3 separate regions of the Gossypium hirsutum genome follow, and all the other regions are linked to region 1. Evidence: chromatin contacts called from public Hi-C data. All regions are on one chromosome and are shown on one strand. The core of a region is the stretch at or near the end of the contact, and the rest is flanking DNA. Distances in the headings are between cores, read along the strand shown.

Evidence for each region. Hi-C and Micro-C count contacts between places; a contact is called where the count stands out from the background.
Region 2: a contact with region 1 is called in a Hi-C map of leaf, with 4 times the contacts expected there. The contact joins the promoter of LOC107945362 here to the promoter of LOC107945350 in region 1. A contact is called at or near these places in 6 of 34 Hi-C or Micro-C datasets (callus and leaf).
Region 3: a contact with region 1 is called in a Hi-C map of leaf, with 2.3 times the contacts expected there. The contact joins the enhancer-like site here to the promoter of LOC107945350 in region 1. A contact is called at or near these places in 5 of 34 Hi-C or Micro-C datasets (callus, hypocotyl and leaf).

Annotation. Positions count from the first base shown.
Region 1 is chrD12:29,855,925-29,858,825 of Gossypium_hirsutum_v2.1, forward strand. LOC107945350 (pentatricopeptide repeat-containing protein ELI1, chloroplastic) reads left to right here and starts at 1,507. Exons shown (of 1, transcript XM_016879312.2): 1 at 1,507-2,901. The coding sequence starts at 2,517.
Region 2 is chrD12:29,479,340-29,482,240 of Gossypium_hirsutum_v2.1, forward strand. It overlaps LOC107945362 (peroxidase 51-like), which reads right to left and starts at 1,372. Exons shown (of 4, transcript NM_001398465.1): 1 at 1,117-1,372; 2 at 816-1,016; 3 at 557-722; 4 at 1-469. The coding sequence starts at 1,335. The coding sequence ends at 63.
Region 3 is chrD12:30,192,869-30,195,769 of Gossypium_hirsutum_v2.1, forward strand. No RefSeq gene overlaps it. Among protein-coding and RNA genes, the nearest start is that of LOC121224094, 52 kb to the right of the region's middle. Within about 2 kb of position 1,518, at least 7 of the 9 cell types and tissues checked have an H3K27ac peak or open chromatin away from gene starts, as enhancers often do. A contact at or near this core is called in leaf, where this site is marked.

The DNA of each region.
Region 1 (2,901 bases), core at 257-2,756:
TTATGTTCTTTTAACTTTCTTTTTTTTATTTTCCATTCTCTTCTGCTTCTCCCTCTGTTTTTCTCCTTTTTTTCATTTCTTTTAACGTAGTTTTTCCATATTTTTCATTTGTTAAAACTAGTCCACAAGCTTGTCTTACTCGAAAAAATTAAATTGTTAAAAAAAAGTATTGGGACTAGTTTTAACAAATGGAAAACATAGAAAAACTACGTTAAAAGAAATGGAAAAAGGAGGAAAACAGATGGAGAAGCAGAAGGGAATGGAAAATAAAGGAAAAAAAGAAAGTTAAAAAATAAAAGAAAAAAATTAAATTGCTCAAAACAAAAAAATACGGGGACCGATTGCGTAAATTAACCTAAAATTTTTGTTTGAAATGATGATTTAACGTGTCACGTCAGCTTATCGTTACATCGTTAACGACAATTAACGGCTCAGTGACTAAAATGTTACAACGCGATAACATAAGTGACTAAAACGTAACATTTCAAACATAAGTGACTAAAATATAACCTAAGGTAAACAAAAGTGACTATTTTGATAGTTTACTCAAAAAATTATAAAATTTATAAAATTCTAATAAATTATAAAAAAAATTAATAAAGCATATTTAAAATATTTAAATCTTATAAAAACTTATAAATAATAAAAATCTAATAAATTATAAAATTATTAAAAATTAGAAAAATTAAAAATTATAAAAAAAAATTATTTAAACACTTAAAAGCATAATGAACACATGACATTAGACCAATATTTGGATAATGAGAATAGTCATCAAATTGTTAGGATCAATTTCATGTTGAGTAAAATGTTCTTGATCCTCTGCAAATAAAACAATAGTTGCAGGACCCTTTTATTTTTATCAATAAATTATTTTTGTAAAATTTTTATCTCTAATTTTCTAAGTATAGTACATGGACTTAAAAAGTTGAAAAGTGTGTGCTAACTATGTTATGATATAAAGTATTTTTGGTACAATTAGAAACTATCAACTAAAATTTCATTATCCAACAATTACAAATATTAGCATATCAATATAAAATATTTTAACCAAGGTTTTTAAAACTGGACCAATAGTTGAACTAACTAGGCCATTGATTCTACCAGTTCAATTGTTCTGTTTAGTTCAATTAAATAAATCATTAAAAAAATTTAAAAATAAAAAAGTATTAAAAAAAAGACCAATTACTTAAAATTTTGGCAAAAATGTTTTTGGCAATTTTTGAAAATAAGTATGATTTTAAATGCTTAGTTGTTGTCTTAGTCCAGTTAGTAGATATGATACTTTGTATCCGGATCCTTCGATCGGGTCGGGTATAAGGTGTTATAATAGTGGTAGTTTATTTATTTAGAATAAATTTTAATTTTTGGAAATTACGATATTTATTGGTTTTTTATTGAGAGAATTACTTTCATATTGAAAGTAAGTTTCGTATTCTGTGTTTGGTTGGTATTGCTTGAGCCCACACTCGACATATTTCGTGGTATGAGGATAGTAGAGAATGTCATTCGGTTGAAAATCAGGATCGACTTGAATTCAACTCGCACAAAACATGAGTACTTATTGATAAAAGTTTATTACTATAAATATCACAAATTAAGTCGGTTTTAAAAAATTTTAAACTTTCACTATAAATATAAATTGTTTTTTAAACCGGATTCTTCCAACAATCCTTGAAATTCCGAATAGCTTGTAGACATCTGAGACTCCTTCTACGATGCGAAGGACTCATGGCTAATGCTCCCTGTGAGATATTGGTGCAATTGAAGGCTTTTCCCATAATTTGCTAGCAATTATAAGGGCTTACCAACTCTCCGGATTGCTTTCTTGAACTTGCAAGAAGGGAATTGTAAAACTTTCATTCCACACCCTGATGCTCAAGTCAAACATATTGAAGAGAGAAAAGAGATAAACCATGTGATTTGGGGACTTATGAGATGGTTATAAATGGTGAAGGGGGTTGCCATTTATAAGATGATTGGAGACAACTAGAGATTCAAACGTTACGCTCTTATTAAGAGCTTAATAGGTGGTAGGTGTCAATTTCGTGTTGGAAGCTTAGGGTGCACGAGCATTGAAATAGGGGATTTCTCTCCAACATTCCAGCGTGGGCCTTCTTAACTTTGTGGTCTTCTTCTTTGGGCCGCCTTATGTGATATTGGTAATGTAGTCTCTAATGGACTCAAATATGGGGACTCAAAGATCTAGAGTCTGAGTTGTACCCAAATAAGTATTTTTTGCTTGTTATCCGTTCAGTCTTCAAATAATCAAATGTTATGTATTCGATAATTTGAAATCGTAAGATTAAAATTTCAAGCAAAAATATAAAATTAGATGCAAGCATAATCTGAACTTGTTAGGTACTTCTGTTCCACTCGACTCAAGTTTGTTTGAAATCTATGTTGGATAAGGTAAAAGTACAAAGCAAGCAGATCTATGAGTATACTCTGTAAATCAAAATGCTTATCAAAAGCTTGTGAGTGCCTGAATTGTTGAGACTTTGCTTCATTCAAGCATGTCCTCAGCCCTGCTTTTCACTTCTCCTCCACTGCCAACACCCTCCATAAACCGTAGCACTCTCTCATTCGCCGCCGTCACCAACTTTCCACCATCACCAGACAAGCTAGCTCTTCTTTTAGATAAATCCAGCTCCATCCATCACTTGCTCCAAATCCACGCAGCTCTTCTCCGCCACGGCCTTCATCAACACCCCATCCTAAATTTCAAGCTTCAACGCTCTTACTCTTCTCGAGGCCGTCTCGACTATTCACTCGCTCTCTTCAATCGAACTCTCAACCCCAACATCTTTTTCTACACTTCTATCATTAACGCCCACGCCCTCCATGGTCTCTCCCAAGAAGCTTTATTTATCTATACGCAAATGTTATTTGAAGGTGTGC
Region 2 (2,901 bases), core at 122-2,621, 380 kb before region 1:
AAACTAAATAACACACGTCTTTGTATAACAAAAATTCAGCTTCAAGAACCCAACTTTTTTTCTCAGTTAAAGGCAGCACAGTTTCTACGAATGTTGCCGTTCCTCCCAGTCTTGACACCTACCCGACCCAGCTTACTCATAGCAGTAATAAAGGCTTGGTTAAAAGCCTGTGAGTTGGAGGCCCAGGCGTCTACAGTAGGTCTAGACCTTGTGTCCGTGAATAAAACCTGGTCGGAGGTGAAAAGGCCCTGCCCTTTCTGCAAGTTCTGGAAGTAGACATTGTCAAATGTCCTGGGTGTGTTTGGGTCCATGTTGATGGCTATACTTGGGTCCACATTCCTGGGGCACATTTGTTGAAGTTGAGTAGCATAGTCCTTGTTGAGCGTTGGGTCCACTGCATTTTGACGGCTAAAATTGTATATTCTGTTGGAAAACTTGTCGCAATGTGAGAATCCAAGAGTGTGTGCCGCTGCAAAAACATAAAACCAATGAGAGCCTTTAACATGGGAAGCTTATGCTGGAAATGCAGACATTGAGGTTGTGGTAATAATAAGACCTGATAGAGCAATCATGTCAGTTTGGCTGAGTCCATTTGCTGCAAAAAGCGAATTAAGCTGATTCAAGTTGAAAGTTGGGTGAGGAAGCTTTCCATTGACACTAGCAGCTGTAGAGCTTAACCCATCCAATCTCCCCAATTCAACAGCATAAGAAGGTCCACCAGACTGTAATTATAATCAGATCACATTCACTAACATATCTGCAACAATGTCAAACAATCATTGTGGTAATATCAAAGAAATAGGAACGAACCATACCATAGCAATAACATCACGGGTAGCCAAAGCCAAGATATCAGCACAAGACACCTTATTTCTGCAACTTGGAACCGCATCAACCGCTGCTTTAGCTTTGATGACGGTGTCAAATCCATCTCCGGCTAACGACAGGTTATCAGGGTGATCTTTTTCAGCTTTGTTGCTACCGGTAGATGCAATCATAACCGAAGCATCACATCCCTGTTAGAAACAATAAATGCACTTGCGATAAGGTTGATACATTTTAAGCGAAATGGAGAAAAGGGTAATCTTCAGAAAAAAAAAAGTGTTGGAAAAAAACCTGGACAAAGCAATCATGGAAGAAGAGACGGAGAGTGGCAGGAACTGTGACGAAAGTTTGGCTGAATTTCTTGGCCACTTCACCTCTAACAATCGCTTCTACATTTGAGCAAGAATTAGCATAGAAATTTTGTCTTAGTTGAGCTGATACTGTGCCAGGAAACAAACAGAAGCTTAGAGAAAATGACAGGAAAACTAAAAGGTTAATGAAGTGACCCATTTGAGAAGAAACTGAGAAATAATGAGTATAAAAGCAGCTATATAGAAAAAGAAGAAAGTTGATTAATGAAAATATAAAAAAGCATATATTGGAAGAAGCTTGGAAGTGGTCCGTGAGAGTAGTAAGTTAGATGGGGAATCTTTTTTAACAGCAAAGAAAGAGTGCCTCAATAATAAGTGATTTAAATAATAGATAAGGAGAGAGTACGGAGCTTGAAAGAGACATCAATGCTTCTCCTTGGCTTTGTCAATGTCAATGGCCGCCTTCATCTCCTTCCACAAACTCAAACTGCTCTCCTCGTTGCCCTACAACTTGGGTTTCGACTACCAACTTGGAATCTCATAGAAACGTGCTCCAAGATCCAACACTTTGAAATAAAAACTAGAGACATAGAGAACATCGAAAAATCCGTAAAACCTCAAAGTCATGAGTTTTTTTTAACCTAATACTTTTTCGTTCTTTTTTAACATGAAAAAGTACGTACATCTCGATCCAAAAGAGAGCCGTTGGTACATACATTTTCAACTCCTCAATAAATATTAATATCATCTATTTAAATTAATATTTTTCTAAAAAAATTACATATTGGTTAGGATAAATAGAAAATAAATATATCAAGTTTTTATATATTTTAACAAAACATTTAATATTGTTAATTTTTAGCTTTTTAAAGTTAAAATAGAAAAATATTAAAAGGGTGGGACACCAAAAGCAGGCCATGCCATTTTAAGCATAATATTTGATGAAAGTACTTGGCTATAACGTGCAAGTTTGTATAGCTAATCAATACTGGATAAAATTAATATGAAAAAAGAAGGAAAATTTTAACTCCCAAATTTAGATAACCGATGAAAAACCAAAGCAAAGCAATGAAGCACCACTGATACAAGTAAACAAGTAAATAAGGAAAAGTCCGTAATTTTCAGACTCATCCTGGTCCCAGAGTTTACATACAGTAATAATAAAAGAAAGAATATCATTGGCTACTCATCTACGTAAGCTGACGATGGGATTTCATGCCAATTTTGAAGAAAGGTTTGGTAGAAATAATAACAATAAGTCCAAGGCCACCATAATTAAACTTATCATCTAAAATTGAAAAAACTATTAAACAGGAAAATTGATCGTTATTAAACTAAATAAAAAATAAAAAATCCAAGCATATATTTTTAATTATTACATAAAGATATGAAGTGGGCAATACCCTTCTAAAGGTTTAAATTTTGTATAAAAACTATTTTTGTGAAAGACATGGATGAATCAATAATTAAGTGGGTATGAGAACCCAGCTGGAGAGGAATAATGAGTTTGAAAGGCAATTTTAAGTGTCTCATTGTTGTATTTTTATTTGACAATTTAAACAAAATGTTTTCTATTTTACTATACACAGAGTTCAAATCTGCTGTTTTAATTTTGGTAGAGTGAAGGAATCTTTTGGGCAGAGAATCTTACTGTCAAATTGTTGGTCTTTTTCAACCTGTTGGACTAAATAAAATTTAAAATTCTAATTCACACCATGTGTTTTCCTGTCTTTTTTGTACAGGTTTACTTAATACGAGATTTATG
Region 3 (2,901 bases), core at 268-2,767, 340 kb after region 1:
CGTCCATAGAAATAACTTGTATTTTTATCTCCATATTTAAGCCATTTCAATCTAGATTTTTGGAACCACATTAGTTCTTCATGATTTAAAATTTCTTCAACCTCCTGGCCTAAGTTTAATTCACGTTCATGGAGACACAACGAGGACATTAAATCTAGAATTTTTTGCACCCTGTTCAATTTAGAAGTTTCCTTTTACGCACAAAGATGTTTTTGTAAAATCGTTTATTCCAATCTTGCACCACATTTTGAAAACATTCTAAATTCCTTTCAATCCCTATATCATTTCTCCAAGTTTTCCTTACAAGGTCTTTAAACTCGGCATGTAGCATCCAACTAGTTAGACACTGAAACGAGCGACAATCCCTTTGAACAATCAGGCTTAGAGAGACCAAAATTGGACAATGGTTGGATTTCAGCCGATAAAGATTACGGACCATACAGTTTGGCGCAAAGAAGTCCCACTCTGAATTACAAATGGCCCGATCAACTCTCCGAGACAGGTTCCCTCTACTCAATGTGAATTGAGGACTATTATAACCGAAATCCCAAATCTTATTGTCAAACAGGAAAGACTGAAACCACTTACAACCAAGTCGTGCCTGAACAACACCTCCTACCCTCTCCGAACCATCTAACACCGAGTTAAAATCACCAACAATTAGCCACGATTTTGAAATCGAATTTTCCATAACATCCAAGTTATACCAGAGATCCTTCCTCTTCTTTTGTTACGGGCTAGCATAAACCACTGTGCATAGAAAACTAGAAGAGTTAATCTCGCTGCAAACTTTCATGTGGACCATTTGAGGATGAATAGCCAAAATATCAACTAAACCTGTCTCATTCCACAGAATCCATATTCCACCGGCAAAACCATTAGCTTTAATCCTACAAGATTGAGCCATTCCAAATTTAGAAATAATTCTGTCATCTCGCGTACCACTTGTCCGAGTTTCAAAAAGACAAATGATCTCTGGCTAAAACTCTTTCCGATACTCAGAAACAAACTTATGAAAACGCGGATGTCTTGTACCTTGACAATTCCAAAAAATAATATTTGTGTCCATATAAAGCAGAGCGAAAAAAAAAACCCAACAACAGATTGCGTTTTAACAAATATCCTTGGCGTTAGTAGGAACCGTAGTACCCATCTACTCATCATCTTTCGGATTGTCAACTATTGTCTCTGTGATTGCATGTCCCTGCTCCAACCCAGAGATTATACCCTCCATAGCTGCCACTAAATCCACCGTAGCAACTATCGATTTATTCAAAGAATCATCTGGCGATTTATGATGTTGGGCAATCCCTTAGACCAATAACTGATTTCGCGGCCCTTGAAGAATGCCACTGGAAGCTACCCTAAAACGAAAAACCCCATTCTCCTTGCCCAACTCCATACCCATTTTATACTTGAGCAACCCCCTGTTCTCTTTCTCACTGTTTACTTGCTCGGAATGCCTGATGCTTGGTTTTATCTAACTTGGCTGTTAAAGTAATTGGTTGGAAACCCATGATTTGCTCACCCCCAGCAGCCTTGCTGGTGTTCAGGCCAAAATTAACATTCGTGGGCCTCTGACCCATTCCAGTTGAAGACCCAATATTCTTATTGATAAGCCTCAAAATTTAAAAGCCCACTTTGGACCCATTCCCTAACAAAAATCCTTTACCTTTAGCATTCGACTTATTTCTTCTTGGGCCAGCAGATCCTTTGATGGATGACACCCTTACATCACACTCATTTTCATTTATATTTATTTGTTCTGTCGGTTTGTCAAAGCCATTAAATGCGCCATCATCATTAACCAGATTCTCTTCCACTACAGCAAATCATGATTGTTCTGGAATCATTCCCTGAATTACGTTCCTTGTTTCCCCGCTGCTCCGACCTTTCCCTCTTTGCCGACGTTTGACCAACATCCATGAACCAAAGCTCTCTTCTTCAACTCTTTTTTTCTAGCTCTTATTTTTCATCAACCACGGAAGCACTACCATTACCAATATCAGATGATGAAGATTTCATTCTCTCACATCCTTCAACACTATGACCATAGAGACCACAGTTAAAACAAACGTTCAACAATGATTCATATTCAACACGCTATGTCCGGCCATTGATCTTTACTTTGGGTACCAACGGTTTCTTAAGATCAACACAAACAGCTAAGTGCGCAAACTTGCCCCTCCTGGCAAAGTCTATGTGAGTGTCTAGTTTCATAACCGGGCCAATAGCTTGCCTGATGGCACGAAGCAAAAAATTCGGAGTAATAGCCTTCTGGTAAACCTGGTAGTCTTATCCAATACATCAATTCCAGTATTGGCGGTAGAAAAATCCAGTGACCAAGGGTGCACTGTTCCATAAACTACCCACGGACGTCCTACCAGCACTATTATAGTCTTTCTCATTGTTAAAACGAACAAGGTAGAAATCTTTCTCCAAGTCCATTAGCTGAACAGGATTCAAAGGCTTCCACATTGTATTAATCTTATTAAGCAAAGCATGAAAACCTATTCTACGTACGGATTTCAATTGCGGTCGCAGTTGCGTTTTCGGTCGCATTGCGTTTATCGCACTTGCGGACATAACGGATGCTATTGTGGTCATTGCGAATATCGCGGTCGTGAATTTTAAAACAACTTATTGTAAAATATAATAGCAGTTTCGACAATAACGGTTTCAGACGGTGCCGCTACCGCTATATAACGACCGCTATTTTAATAACGAACTGCTATTTAAATCCCTGATTCTACTGCCCAAAAGTTTGACAATCAGTGTTTTCGACATATTCCGCTCAATAAACTTATGAACACGATTCGAAAAGGTAATAAACGGTATTCCATCTACCACCTCCGTTATCACATCTCCCTCTTAAAGCTCGAAGACCTCTTCCATCCTATC